Linked DNA regions of Sus scrofa: region 1 is linked to region 2. The links are chromatin contacts, called in public HiChIP or PLAC-seq maps. All regions are on one chromosome and are shown on one strand. The core of a region is the stretch at or near the end of the contact, and the rest is flanking DNA. Distances in the headings are between cores, read along the strand shown. Region 1 holds the start of H3F3A (H3 histone, family 3A). Region 2 holds the start of TMEM63A (transmembrane protein 63A).

What was found. HiChIP or PLAC-seq counts read pairs in DNA pulled down with a chosen protein or histone mark.
Region 1: an H3K27ac HiChIP or PLAC-seq map of alveolar macrophages shows a contact between it and region 2. The contact joins the promoter of H3F3A here to the promoter of TMEM63A in region 2. A contact is called at or near these places in 1 of 5 promoter capture datasets (fetal liver), 1 of 47 Hi-C or Micro-C datasets (epiblast stem cells) and 1 of 2 datasets of contacts at active chromatin or transcription factors (alveolar macrophages).

What each region holds. Positions count from the first base shown.
Region 1 is chr10:13,937,599-13,944,774 of Sscrofa11.1, reverse strand. It overlaps H3F3A (H3 histone, family 3A), which reads right to left and starts at 4,837. Exons shown (of 4, transcript NM_213930.1): 1 at 4,802-4,837; 2 at 3,106-3,256; 3 at 1,867-2,020. The coding sequence starts at 3,233.
Region 2 is chr10:13,811,910-13,818,455 of Sscrofa11.1, reverse strand. It overlaps TMEM63A (transmembrane protein 63A), which reads left to right and starts at 5,167. Exons shown (of 24, transcript NM_001243189.1): 1 at 5,167-5,291. It overlaps LOC100524517 (left-right determination factor 2), which reads left to right. Exons shown (of 5, transcript XM_003130541.4): 2 at 1,332-1,578; 3 at 1,776-2,018; 4 at 2,355-2,659; 5 at 2,662-3,299. The coding sequence ends at 2,717.

The DNA of each region.
Region 1 (7,176 bases), core at 3,588-6,087, 130 kb before region 2:
TAGACTAATTTCTCTATCATCCTCATTGGACTACTTCCCGTCCTCATGTAGCTGTTTTTAAAAAAACTTCTAACTACTAAGATTACTCTTCCAATAAAGAGCTACCTAATGCTAAAGTACTACAGGTAGCAGAGTTGAACATTTTGCTAAAAACCAGTACAACTACACTTAATGACATACATAAAATACATATCTTAATAAACAGCAACATGAAAATTCAGATACAAATTTGAAAAAGACAACAGTCTTGGACTTCCCGTCATGGCTCAGCAAAAACGAATCCGAATAGGAACCATGAGGTTGCAGGTTTGATCCCTGGCCTTGCTCAGTGGGTTAAGCATCTGGCATTGCTGTGAGCTGTGGTGTAGGCCAGCAGCTATAGCTCAGATTGGACCCCTGGCCTGGGAACCTCCATATGCAGCCCTAAAAAGCAAAAAAACAAAACAAAACAAACAAACAAACAAAAAACCAAAAACACCCCACAATAGTCTTTCACCCATACTGTTTAGTAATTAATTCACAAAGCTCCATCACTGACACTTAAGCTCAACATTGTTGGACTTTCAAGTATAATGTTGTGTTCTTCAAGAAGAGCCCTGCTAAACAAAATGAGCAGCTTTGAATCAGTGCCTGAGAATACTGTAATATCTCAATATTTAAAATTAGAGGGGAAATGTGATCAGCAATTGTAGTAATAAAATGGGCTCTAGAGATGGTCAATGATTAAAACAAAATAAAGGTTTTAGGTACTAGCATTGGAAGATTTTAGTAGTTTGAAATTTCAGTAATTTCAATTCATTGAGAATTTAATGAATGTCTACTCCTGGAATTCACCAATCAAGTGAAGTTCAGACTAACCATAGAAACAGCTCAACCAATTACACTTCAGGGTAGAATCCACCTATCAAATCTTCCTCACACATAAAGGAAAAGCTTGGCAACAGCAGCCCTGAAAAATCCTCCAATGGAATCTATGTAGATTCTGGACCCTCCCCCAAGAGATTCCAGATTCAGGTCTGTGGTGGTGCCTAACATTCCACGCATTTTTAATCACCTCCAACCCCATGCTCTGATGGAGGTGGTAGTCTTACCACACTTTGAGTTACAATGATCTAACTAATGCCAAACACATTAACATAATAGTAATAGGTTCCTTAAGTGATTGATGTTAATTATATCTATATAACTAATCAAATCTTACTTGTAGGCATTTCAAGTTTTAATTGTAGCATAAACCATCAATATTTCAAATATATAACCACAGCTAAAACAGTATTTCTCAAAGTTCTGACACACTGGAGCTAAGAGTAAATTCACTGTTTGCCATTTAAGTAGAAATCCATACATAATCCCTTTCAGCAAACAAGTCTTCGAATTTCTCTTTTACAAGCCTATCTTTTCCTCCCTATTGTCAATCCAATCCTAACTACCACTCATGCTTCTTTTACCTCAATGCACACTTAATACTGCCAATTCTCACCCCACATATTTCTGTATTTGCAATCACCTCTTCAGGTGCTGGAAGCCATTTATTCTAACTTCCCTAAAAAATTGTCACTGTTTGAATCTAATCACCAATACAGACCTTTAGCCCCATGACTTCTTAATGTCCTGCAGCAAGTCAGCTGAACTAGAGGGCTTTTTTTCCCTTTAAACATCTCAGTGTCTCAAAGTCTAAAACTACATATCTGTAAGTATGTCCTTGAGCAACTTAACCTTTCTGACACCTCAACAGTGAAATAGTTATCACGTACCTCATCAGTTTGTGGTGATTAAATTGCACAGGCATATGCAAAGATTTAGAACTGTTCTTGGTACAAAGCAGTACCGCCAACTCTTTAGAGCCTTTCCCACCCACCATTTTACCTGCAAAGCACCAATAGCTGCACTCTGGAAGCGCAGATCTGTTTTGAAGTCCTGAGCAATTTCCCGCACCAGACGCTGGAAGGGAAGCTTGCGAATCAGAAGTTCAGTGGACTTCTGATAACGTCTAATTTCACGGAGTGCCACGGTACCAGGCCTTTAAAGCAAAACACATTAAAGAAATGGTTACCAAATACATAAAGACATAAGAGTGATCAGCTTTGAAGCGATGCTGTCGCTCCCCCCCCCCAAAAAATCACCTAACTATTCTTCAGGTTTGGTATCAAATTTCACTTATCAATTTATGACCTGAATATTCAAGTCTATTAAGAGTAACACCACAATACCTTTAGAGCAAAAAGCATGGTATTAATGTAGATTCCTGGCAGGGAGTTTAATCAAAATCCCCTTTATTTTCTTCATCTTTCATATATACTTAACTAACTTCTGTAATAATTATCATATCAGCACCCTCAATTCTTCTAAAAGTCCTACCAACACAACCCAATGAGCTTCATTTAAAAATACACTTACATTAAGTTTGGTTTCCCAGAACACCTTTAGTTTGACTAGGACCATCACTCATCAATGATTAAATCTGAATACTCTTGACTGTGTGAGGTGTCTTCCATATAGAAGTTTTTTCTTTTTTTAACTGATTTTCAGCCAGAAAATTACCTCAATTCTGACTTATTTCTTCCACTGTACCAGCTTTTACTTTAGGTTAACTGTAAAATCATTCACAGAGGGCACCTAAATACGGATAACTTCTGCCCTCTAATGGCAGATGCCCTTAACAACACTGCTCAGGGTAGTTCAAAACTAATGTTTTAATAGACGGAAATAACCCAATTTAAGTAAATGAAGGACTAAAAATTCTCCCAATCGTGATAAAATTATTTTGACAACAATCAAGAGCATCCTCAAAAGGGTATTTAAAAAACAATACTTTATTATTTAAAAAACTTCTAATGTGTCAGCTAAATAAAATTTTACTCCATAGCATTAACGATATTACTGATGCAACATCTCCCTTAAGCTAAGATTACAGCTTCGAAATTAAACATGGTCCTTAATAAAACCCAACACCAAATATAAAATTTAGTAAATAACCAAAAGGGGAAAAAAATACCAGTTTCCCTAAGGCAAAAAGGATGCTTATTATACATCTTTTTATTAGATTGTATAGCTATTACTTCGGAAGATACACTTTGCCCCATTTTTTTCCCGTCTTTTTAATACCTGTAACGATGAGGTTTCTTCACCCCTCCAGTAGAGGGCGCACTCTTGCGAGCGGCTTTTGTAGCCAGTTGCTTCCTCGGTGCTTTACCACCAGTCGATTTGCGGGCGGTCTGCTTTGTACGAGCCATGGTATAGAGACCTCCTTACTTACCTACCAGCATCAAAAAAAAAAAAAAAAAAAAAAAAAATCACCACATGCAACCACCAAACATACAAGTTTTCCTGCCACTGCCACCGCGCCCCCCCAATCTGAAAATTTGGCTCAGTATTTAAAAATGTCCGTAATGTTACATAATTTGAAAGGGTGCAGATTACGCCTACCACCCAAATATGACTTCTTGAAACAAACTGTAGTACTAGAAAATTGTTAGCATTAACACCAGTCACCTCTCAAAATGCTAAATCTGAGCGATAAATGGCAAAACAAAAAGACCCCTATCTGCCTTCGCTTCAATTTCTTTAATTAAAGTAGAAATTAGAAATGTCTGTAAACATCCGATCAACGAATAAGTCAAAATAATGAAGCCACAAACCACAGAAAGGTCGCGTCAAATTACAGCAAAAAAGGTTTTAGCCCCCCCCGCGCTGCCCCCCCCTTTACGTCTGGCAGTTGATAGACTGCTGTAAATATCAGAAAACATTCCTGATTTTGCATCTCTACAGTTCTGTTGACAAAAAGGCGTCTCCAAAAACAAGAGGGGAACAACAGCTACCACCAAGCGAGCATTCTACAAAGCCCCGTCCTCGCCGTCCAGTCCTCCGAGGCTTCGCAATGAAATAAAAACAAGTGCCCCGCACCCAGGCTTTAATTAACGCACGAGAGCGACCGACCGGTCCACCCCAAGCACGACATAAACTTTTGGTTTCGCCTCCACCGGCCCCTCGGCACAGGGTCCCCCAGCCTGCCCGTCTCGCTCCCAGCGTCTCGCGCAGCCAAACTGAGCTCCCAGACCCGAACAAAATGGAAACAATCGCAAAACGTATCCGATTCCCTACCAAAGAGACAAAACACCAAAACGCTTGAAAATACCCCGATCCCCTGCCACGTGCCGCCCTCCAAAATGCAAAAGTTTTTTTTTTTTGCATTTCAAATGCATCAAGTTTCCGCTTCTCTAAAAAAGGAGAAAAACATGTTTCTCTTTTAAAAATTGTCCTCCTTTTTTGAAATGGGGAAGAGAGAAACGGGGGAAAAAATATGGTCGGTGACCAGAGAAGAGAGACAAGATGGTGAAGCTTAGCAACAACTGTGGGGAGGCAGCAAAAAGCGAGTTACCCCAGGGTGGGAAGCAGCGGCAATTTCCACCCTTTTCCCGCCCGAAAACTGGGGGCCGGGGCCCGGGGGCTGTAGTTAAGAGGCCCGCGCGGGTCATGGTGAAGGTCTGGGGTCCCGGGAAGGGGCGCCGGGCGGGATTTCACCGAAGAAAGAGGAGCCAGGGGCGCGGGGAGGAGGGAGAGCAGGCTCGGCGACGCGGCGGTTGCTGCTGTTGGGCTGAGGCGGCGAGAGACGGGGGAGCCGCCGGAGCCGCCGCCGCCTGAGGGGAGAGGGAAACTCGCTCCTCTCCATTTCTGGGCCAAAAAGTTTGTGGGCCAAGCAGGAGGGACCGTGGGGCCCCCCTTCCGCACCGCCGGGGCCCGGCCCGGGGCTGACGGCAAGCGGGGCTCGGTTCCGGGGAAGCGGGCAAACGGGGAAACTTACCCCCCTTCTCCTTCGGCTGGAGCTCGGCGAGCTAGAGGCGGCGCTGGCGTTGGCGAGCGACGGCGGCGCGGCGGCGGCTGCGAACACAATTGAAAGATGGCTGACACCGAGGCTATCCCCCAACACACGCCGCCCCGCCCCCGCGCCGCGCGCCAACCAATCACACACAATGGAGGGAAGGCTCGGCCCCGCCCCCCGCCCCTTGCTCGCGCCCCGCCCCCGCCCCTCCCCCCGCGCTCCCGTTCGCTGGCGCGCGCTCGCCCCTCCCCCGCGCGCCGCCCGCTCCCTCCTCCCGGCAGCCTCGCGCCGTGTGTGTACAAACACAAAAGACACGCCGAAGGGCCGTCGCTCCCGCCGAGACGGCTGCCCGCCCGCCCCAGTTTTGACTCCCGCTCCCCTGCTCCGCACTCCCACCCCGCTCCGTGCGCACACGTCATCGAACTCTGGAAGCCCGGGTTTGGGGCGCCGAGGGGAAGTGAGGGGGTGGGGCGGGCCGGCCGAGGCTCGGCGGGTGAACGCCCGACCTGCGGGCGTCTCGGGCCGCAGCGGGGAGGGCGAAGGAGGGGGCGCCCCGCTCCGGCGCGGGCCCCGGCGCGCGTCCCCGAGGCACCCCGGGCGGCGTGGGGGCGGGGAGGAGGCCACGGCGGGCCGGGTCGCCGCGGCCCAGTTGAAAACACTACCCAAAAGGAAGCTTGCAAATAGAAGCCTCCCGTCTTGCGCCCACTTTCGGAGGGGGCGGCTCTAGCGGCTGGCAGGGCTGTGGGCCGGCCGTCTTCGTGCCCTCGCTTCGGGCCAGGTGCCGCTGGCTCGCCCTCAGACAACTTTATTCACTCAAGACACTGGCCCGGGGACGGAGGCGGGCCCCGCGGTGCGGGCTGCGGGCTGCGCGCACGGGCTCTGCCACCTAGGACGCCCGACTCTTCGCAGGTAGCATCTCGGAGGGGACGGGGCTCGCCTCCTTCCTGGGCCGGGATGCCTGATGCAAGATGGCTGTATTTTGTAAGCCTCTAAAACAATGTATGGAATACACAGCTAACTGCACCAGGGCCTGACTCCGGTTCTGGCCGAGTGTCCTACTAGCCTGTTGGGCCTTTTAACGATGAAATGTTAGGTAGAATTGCCAAATCAAACATTGTCAGCGGCTTCTGCATAGTTTACATGCGGTAGAAAACCGGCAGAAATAAGGAAAACGTGGTTTGGGGATGATTATATTTTTCCATTCTCAGTAGCGTAGGAAACAGACTTACCGTTTCAAGTTATCCATGTTGTTAGTTCATTGGACTCAGAATATCTGCACGGTCCCTAGTTGGTATTGACAACACTTTGCAACTATGTGTGAAGGTTTTCAATAGAAGTGTCATGCTGACATCCCATAGGATAGTGAAAGATAAATTTCATAGATGGAGGGCATTAACTACTTTTCCGCAGTTTGAAGATCTTATAAAGCATTGTAATCATAAACATTATCCTAAAAACGGATATATGGAAATCACATATGAAAAAATAGATTTGTCCAAGGTCACTTAAGTGAGGAACAGACCCAGGAGAAACAAACAAAATCCAGGCCTTCTGTTTCATTATTATTTAATGAATGTTAAGTGTCTGTGGTTGCTGTACAGAACACATGCACTCTGCAAGCCTATCCTAAAAGCATATGTGCAGAAAACCCTAGGCTGAGCTGCCAGTGAAGAGTTCTTGTAATTCCAGCCAAGAAAATGTGGTTGTATTTATTTATTTATTTTTGCCTGTTTTTTGTTTTGTTTTGAGGGAACTAAAATATCTGTTGTTTTTTTCCAAGAGTTTTCCAGGAAGGCTGTTCCATATCAATTGAATTAATCCTACATCAAGAAATTTTAAATAGCATGGGTAATGTTCTCTTTATATGCTAGATTTTTCCATAGCTTCTATTTTTTGGCTTAAAAAATACTTCTAAGGACAGGAAAGACTATTTTAGGTAAAATAGTTCTGATCTTGGATTGTCTGAACCATCTGTAAAATGGAGGAAATATTTTTATCTGTGTGAAGTTTTATTTTTTGTTTTGTTTTGTTTTGTTTTGTTTGCTTCTTAGGGCTGCACCCTAGCAATATGGAAGTGCCCAGGCTAGGGGTCAACTTGGAGCTGCAGCTGCTGGCCTATGCCACAGCCACAGCAACACAGTATCCACGATTGTCTGCTACCTACACCACAGCTCACAGCAGTGCTGGATCCTTAACCCACTGAATGAGGCCAGTAATCGAACCTGCACCCACGTGGATACTAGTTGGGCTCATAACCGATGAGCCATAACGGGAACTCCAAGACTGTTTTTTCTAGTTGTAGAATCAAATATGTTTGGCACCTGGATAGGTGCCTTGTTACCTACCAGTGGCTTCTG
Region 2 (6,546 bases), core at 3,918-6,417:
TCCAGGCCCAGGGGGCGTTGGGGGGGCGGCAGCGGCGGCGGCAGGGGTGGGGAACCATGGTCCGTGAGGATGGCTGGGCCGGGGCCCTGGTCTCTGCCTGGGCTGAGGGCACCACCCTTCAGGGCCAGGAGGAACCGTGCCAGGCCGGACAGACCTCATGGGGTGGGAAAGCACAGTGGAAAAGGGGGACGGGAGAAGACGCACCGTGGAGGTGACTTTGTGCTGGGGACAAAGAGACGGTTGCCTTCGAGTGAAACCATCTCTGGGTTCAGTTCCCAGCTCTGACACTTGTTGTTTTCCTTTGGACAAGTCGCCCAACAGCCCTGAGCCTGTTTGTGTTTCTGGAAGTGAGGTCAAATGAGCTCAGACCACTTCCCAGACTTGTAAGGCACCAGGTCTGAATCTGTTGCATTCTCTCACCTCCCCGGTGCTGGGGCTCACCTCCTGGGCGCCCAGAGACAGATCAGGTGGGGTGCCTGGGGACCTGAACACCTCAGAAGGGAGGGTGTTGGCCATGTGGCTGACTGGTCTGGGCAAGTGTTGTCACCTGGAGCCTCAGGTGTTGGGGACACGTGACTGGTGCCCCTGAGGAGGGGGTTGGGCCCACACTGGCCATTTCCCTCAGGGCTCAGTGGCCCCACAGGGGTTGTTTACAGGCCACTGGCTCCTCTTCCTCCTTTTGGGGACATTTCACTGGGCGCCCCTCACCAGGCAGGGAAATGAAAGTAAATTCAGGGCTCTGCCCCTGCTTCTTAGGAAAAGCCAGTTCCAGCGGGTGACCATAGAGTTCCAGCAGTGGGTCCTCTGCCCCCCGCCCTCCCTTCCCCCTGGGGCCCCTTTGCCCAATGAAGGCAGCCAGTCTCTAGTTGTCGCTTGAAGCCCCAGTGCTTGCTCAGTGTTCCAAAGCTGCACCTACCGGCTGAGGGTGGAGGCTGCCAGTAAACAAGCCCCAACCCCAGACGATGGTTTTGGAGACAGGCTTGGCCCTAAGAGTGTTTCTTTCTTCCTTTTTTCCCCTTAGGGCAGCACCTGCAGCATATGGAAGTTTCCAGGCTAGGGGTTGAATAGGAGCTGCAGCTGCCGGCCTACACCACAGCCACACCAACGCCAGATCCTTAACCTACTGAGCCACAATGGGAACTCCCCTAACAGTGTTTCTGAGAATGGAGATGCCCTCTTTCTGTCCTGCACCATCAGTTTCCCAGCTTCTAATGCCCCTCTCCCCAAGCGGCATTACTGGGGCAAATCTTGCTCACTGGCTCTAGGCCCTGCATCCTCAGAGTTCCCCCGGTAGCCACAGGGGCCCCGCTGACCCCCACTCGTGTCCGCAGAGGTGGTTGGCAGGTTCCTGCTGTCCGAGGCCTCCACGCACCTGCTGGTGTTCGACATGGAGCAGCGGCTGCCGCCCCACAGCGAGCTGGTGCAGGCGGTGCTGCGCCTCTTCCAGGAGCCGGTCCCCAAGGCCGCGCTCCGCCGGCACGAGCGGCTCTTCCCGCGCAGCGACCGCGCCCGGGTCACCGTCCAGTGGCTGCACATCCGCGAGGACGGCTCCAACCGCACCTCCCTCATCGACTCCAGGTGGGGAGCTGGGGGCTGGGGTGCGTTTAGGAGGGAAGAGGAGGGGGCCTGGCCGGGGGCGGGAGGCAGGGAGCGGGGAGAGGGAGGGGCGGCAGGGTCCCGGCCCCGGGGCGTGTGGGAGAGGGGCTCCCGGGGCTGCCCCGAGCCGTCGCGGTCCCCACCGCTCAGCGCGGGCCTGTCTCGCTGTGGTGTCGCAGGCTGGTGTCCATCCACGAGAGCGGCTGGCAGGCCCTGGACGTGACGGAGGCGGTGACCTTCTGGCAGCAGCTGCGCCGGCCCCGGCAGCCGCTGCTGCTGCAGGTGTCTGTGCAGCGGGAGCCCCCGGGCCCGCGGGGCTCGGACGCCCACAGGCTGGTCCGCTTCGCCTCCCAGGGGCCGTCGGGCGGCGGGCAGGGGGAGCCGCAGCTGGAGCTGCACACCCTGGACCTCAGGGACTACGGGTAGGCACTGCGGGTCAAACTAATGAACCTGAATAATGAGACAAATGGGGAAATTGAACTTACTTTGAAGGGGGTAATGGTTCAGGGAGCTACGGAATGCATGAATATATAAAATCTCTGCTTCCACTCTTAGGAGTACATTAGGAATAATATTAGCTCTACTTATTTTGGAGTTATTTCTAGTTATCTGTCTTTATCACAAATAACCAGCATTGGACCTTTATGAGAGATGGGTCATCGGTCTCCCTCCAGATGCCCCACTGAGCCCCACCCTGGGCTCCCTGACCTCTGCCCTCCCAGCCGACCTCTGACTCTGGCCCTCCTTGCCTCCCACAGAGCTCAGGGAAATTGTGACCCGAAGGCGCCAGTGACCGAGGGCACCCGCTGCTGCCGCCAGGAGATGTACATTGACCTGCAGGGGATGAAATGGGCTGAGAACTGGGTCCTGGAGCCCCCGGGCTTCCTGGCCTATGAGTGTGTGGGCACCTGCCAGCAGCCCCCCGAGCCCCTGGCCTTCAGGTGGCCATTTCTGGGGCCTCGCCAGTGCATCGCCTCGGAGACAACCTCGTTGCCCGTGATCGTCAGCATCCAGGAGGGCGGCAAGCCCAGGCCCCAGGTGGTCAGCCTGCCCAACATGAGGGTGAAGAGTGCAGCTGTGCCTGGGATGGGGCGCCCGTGCCAAGGAAGCTGGAGCCGTAGGCACAGCATGCAGCCATAGAGAGACTTGGCTTCCGTGTGTGTCAGCAATGTTCTAGGGCACCAGGAGAGATGGGGGTTATTGAGCTGCCAATGACACATACTCTGGGCTTTCTACTGGACTCTTCTGACCAGTCAGTTCACCCCCTAATTTGTTTCCCAGGAACAAGACTCTCTGGCCACTGGTTAGCCCCCACCCAGTCTTCGTTCTTCTTGACTGCACTGTATTATTCAGCGCACTGTATCCTAAGCACTTACCTGTGTAGATTTTGTAACCTAAGAGCAGAAACCCCAGTCTGTCATTGTTACCCTGTCCTGTCACTGGCTCTGGGCTGAGCTTGGTGCTATGGGTGGGAGATGGGGCTGCTACTCTGGGCTTAAAACCTAGGGTCAAGTATGGGCTGTGCAATCCCAACTCAGATACTAAGAGAATTCTGCAAGAGGTAAAGAAAACCCATTTTATTCTGTATTTCTGTTTTACCCAGTACCCTGCAAATTGTGAGGAAACAGAAAATTCTATCAGGATTAGGTCAATCAGATAAGAAAACTTAAGGAAAGAGCTAAAAAAAAAAAAAAAAAAAAAAACTTGTTCAAGTTCTCAGTTAGGGACTTGCCTTATGGCTCACAACTTAACTACATGGTGTTGCTTCTGTAGTGGCTGTGGCTTGACCCCTGGCTCGGGAAATCTCACATGCAACAGGTGTGGCCACTTGTTTGAAAAAAAGTCTCAGTTAAGTAATACAGGACACGAGGTTTGAAATGAATTGATTCTAGTGTGCCTGTCTTCAGAACCAAGACCGAAAAAATTTCTGTCATAGTTGCTATTTTTACTTTGGCACAGCAAGTGGGCTTTATTTCAATTCTACTTGACACAAAATTTAAAATCATCATCAGCTGGGGTTAATAGATGCAAACTATGACCAAAATCATCAGCTGGTGTTAATGCAAACTATTGCCTGTTGAGTGGATAAGCAATGAGATCCTGCTGTATAGCACTGGGAACTAGATCTAGTCACTTATGGTGGAGCATGATGGAGGATAATGTGAGAAAAATGTATATATGTATGTGTGACTGGGTCAGTTTGCTGTACAGTAGAAAACTGACAGAACACTGTAAACCAGCTATAACGCAAAAAATAAAAATCATTTAAAAAACCCCCAATATCATCAGTACTACAAGACTATGGGTCACTCCTTTAGATTTCGGGGCAAATAAAGGGAGCAAATGTTAATAGGCTGAATATAAGATTTAATTTTTTAAAATTAATTTTTCAGTTAATTAAAAATTTGTCCTGGAAGGGCAAAGGCTGGCTGAGCGCAGGCCCAAGGACCAGCTCCAGGAAAGGACTAGCGGCTGGGGGTGGGGGAGAAGGAGGAAGCCAGATGGGACAGAGAAGGACTGTTGAGGAAACTGGAGACATCCCCACCCCCACCCCACAGCAGACAGCCACAGGCTGGTGCTGGCTTCGTGGGAGGGAGGGGAGGAAATTTTCCCATCCCAAGGAAAGATGAAAGCCCAGAACTGGAGGAGAGCTCAGAGACCCTGCAAAAGTGTACAGGTGCGGAGTGAAGGGCTGTTGAGGATTTACAGAGTTTTAGCGCTAGAAAGGAGCTGAGAGGAAGCTTTGGCCCAACCCCCTCGCGTTGCAGGTGTGGAAACCGAGGCGGGAGGAGGATGGCAATTTGCTGCAGCTGGCAGGCGATGCTCTTCCGCTTCCCTGGGAGTGCGGTCCTCACTGAACCCTGACCTGCGTCTTGCCAGCACACACCTCGGCGCCCTCGGGCAGCTTCCAGTCCAGTAGCAGAGGCCTCTGGCTCATAGGAAACACTTTGCGACCCAGCTGGGGGAGATACGCCGCGCTTAGCGAGCTGGACTAGATCGGTGTCCCCAGGTACGGGGAGTACTCGCTTTGGCTCCAGAGGACCGCTGAAAACACTGCGACCTCATTTGGGGCCAAACATAGGACCCCTCAGGGTTTCACTCTCCGGCTCTTAGAGCGGTGGGGGAGCCGTGGCCTTTCGCAGCGGGCGTCCGGTGACCGCTGGCTGAGCCCGGCCAGACTTCCCATCCTCAAACTTTCGGGCCGTTGGAGGAAATTCGGTGCAAAACAGCATAATCAAGAAGGTTTGCCGATATTCTCCCCGAACACGCCCTGCCCGTGACCACCCTGTGCTTGGCCCGGGGCTCCCCGAAGTGCCCGGGAAGGGGGACGCGCCCGGAGGCTGGGGAGGGGAATTAGCTCTGGCGGTGCCCTCCTCGGTTCCGGGACACGAGCGGGCAGGGCCGGGGCCTGCAGCTTGCCCGCAGGAGCTGCGAGGGCTAGCAGCGGCCCCGACGCCAGGCCGGGGCGGAGGATCACGGAGGGGCGCAGGGCCCCAGGCGCGGGAGGCGGCGGCGAGGCAGAAGCCAGCGCGGGCGAAGCTGCAAATTGGGAGAGCTGCGGAGGTGCGCATGCGCGGGAGATGCCGGAGTTTCACTTTGTAACTTTTAAGTGATTGAGACACCGCCCGCCCGGCCGAGTGGAGCCTGAAAATTTCTCCGGGCCTCGCTGGACCGCCGCACCGCCACCGCCGCAGGTAAAGGAGAAGGGGTGTTGAGGGGACCGGGGTGGGGTGGAGAATGTCGCCCTCCGCCTTTCCCGGGACCCTCGGGACCTGGGTCTGCGTCGGGGTGCCACGTCTAGTGTCCGGTTCCGGGGCGCGGTCCTCCCGCCTCTCCCGCCCGGAGTCCGGAGCAGGGGAGAACAGGGTGAGTGGGAGGATAGGGAAGGTGCCCGGGCCGCGCAGACCCCGAGCCGGCGCCTCCCCAGCTTCCCTGACTTTTCTGGACTGCCCCTTCTCCAGCTTTTCGCTATTGCGGCCGATCCCTTCCTCCTCCCCCACCCCGCCTTTGGGGATTTGTCAGCTGGAGTCGACCTTCCAGCCTAACCCGGAGCGCAGCCTAGGGCCCGTCTTTCTCTGACCTTGCGAGGTATGCAAAGCGAGGCGAGTCTGGGAAAGGGCCAGGCGTCTGTGTCCCCTGCTGCTGGGGCTTCCCTTTCAGTCACCACTCCATGCGACCCAGGGGGAGACCCGAGGAGGGAAGCTGGGGGTAGGGAGGGGGGAGGAGAGCGAGGAGAGCTCAGCGAGGAAACCCAAAACGCCGAGGTTCCAGTACCTGAGAAGCCTGGCTACCTGAGACTCCGCGGTGGCCGAGAGCCGGAGTCCACAGCGTGGGACACAGAATGACACTCCCCCGCCCCTCGCCCCCCAGCTTCCTTCCGCACTCACCTTGTGTGGCTGTGTCCCAGCCCCGGCAGGGTTGAGGGTTTGAGGTTAAGCCAGTGGATTGTGTACACCAGTCCCAGTTCAGTGGGTGCATGGAGGCTGCGGAGGCTTCCTGGGGTCTTCCTCCCGCCCTGGCTCCCACAGGATCACAGACTGTCACTGGGAATGAACAAGGTTCCAGGTCATCTCTTCCTGGAGAAATGCCCAATATGCCGGCCTTCTCCCTCCTGCTGGCCCCTTATCTTTCCACCTTCTTCCGTCCTCTGACACCTGTCCCAGTCCTGAGTCTGCCGTAGGTGGATGTGTGTGCAGAAGGAGAGGCTTCCTTTTCCCTTCACACACCTCTTGTCTAGTTTGGGGACAAATGCCCTCCCCCAGCTGTTTATTGGGGTTTCACAGGGAAAATATCAGATGGGGGCTGCTATTGTGTTTCCCATTGTCTGGAGAGGTGACTTTGTAAAAGCAAACAGATTTTGAGTGCCCGCTAGGGCTCTGCCCTGACTGAGCGCTTTAAGGGGCATTGTCTCAGGTGTGTGCCTCCCACCAGCCCTGCAGGAGAAACATC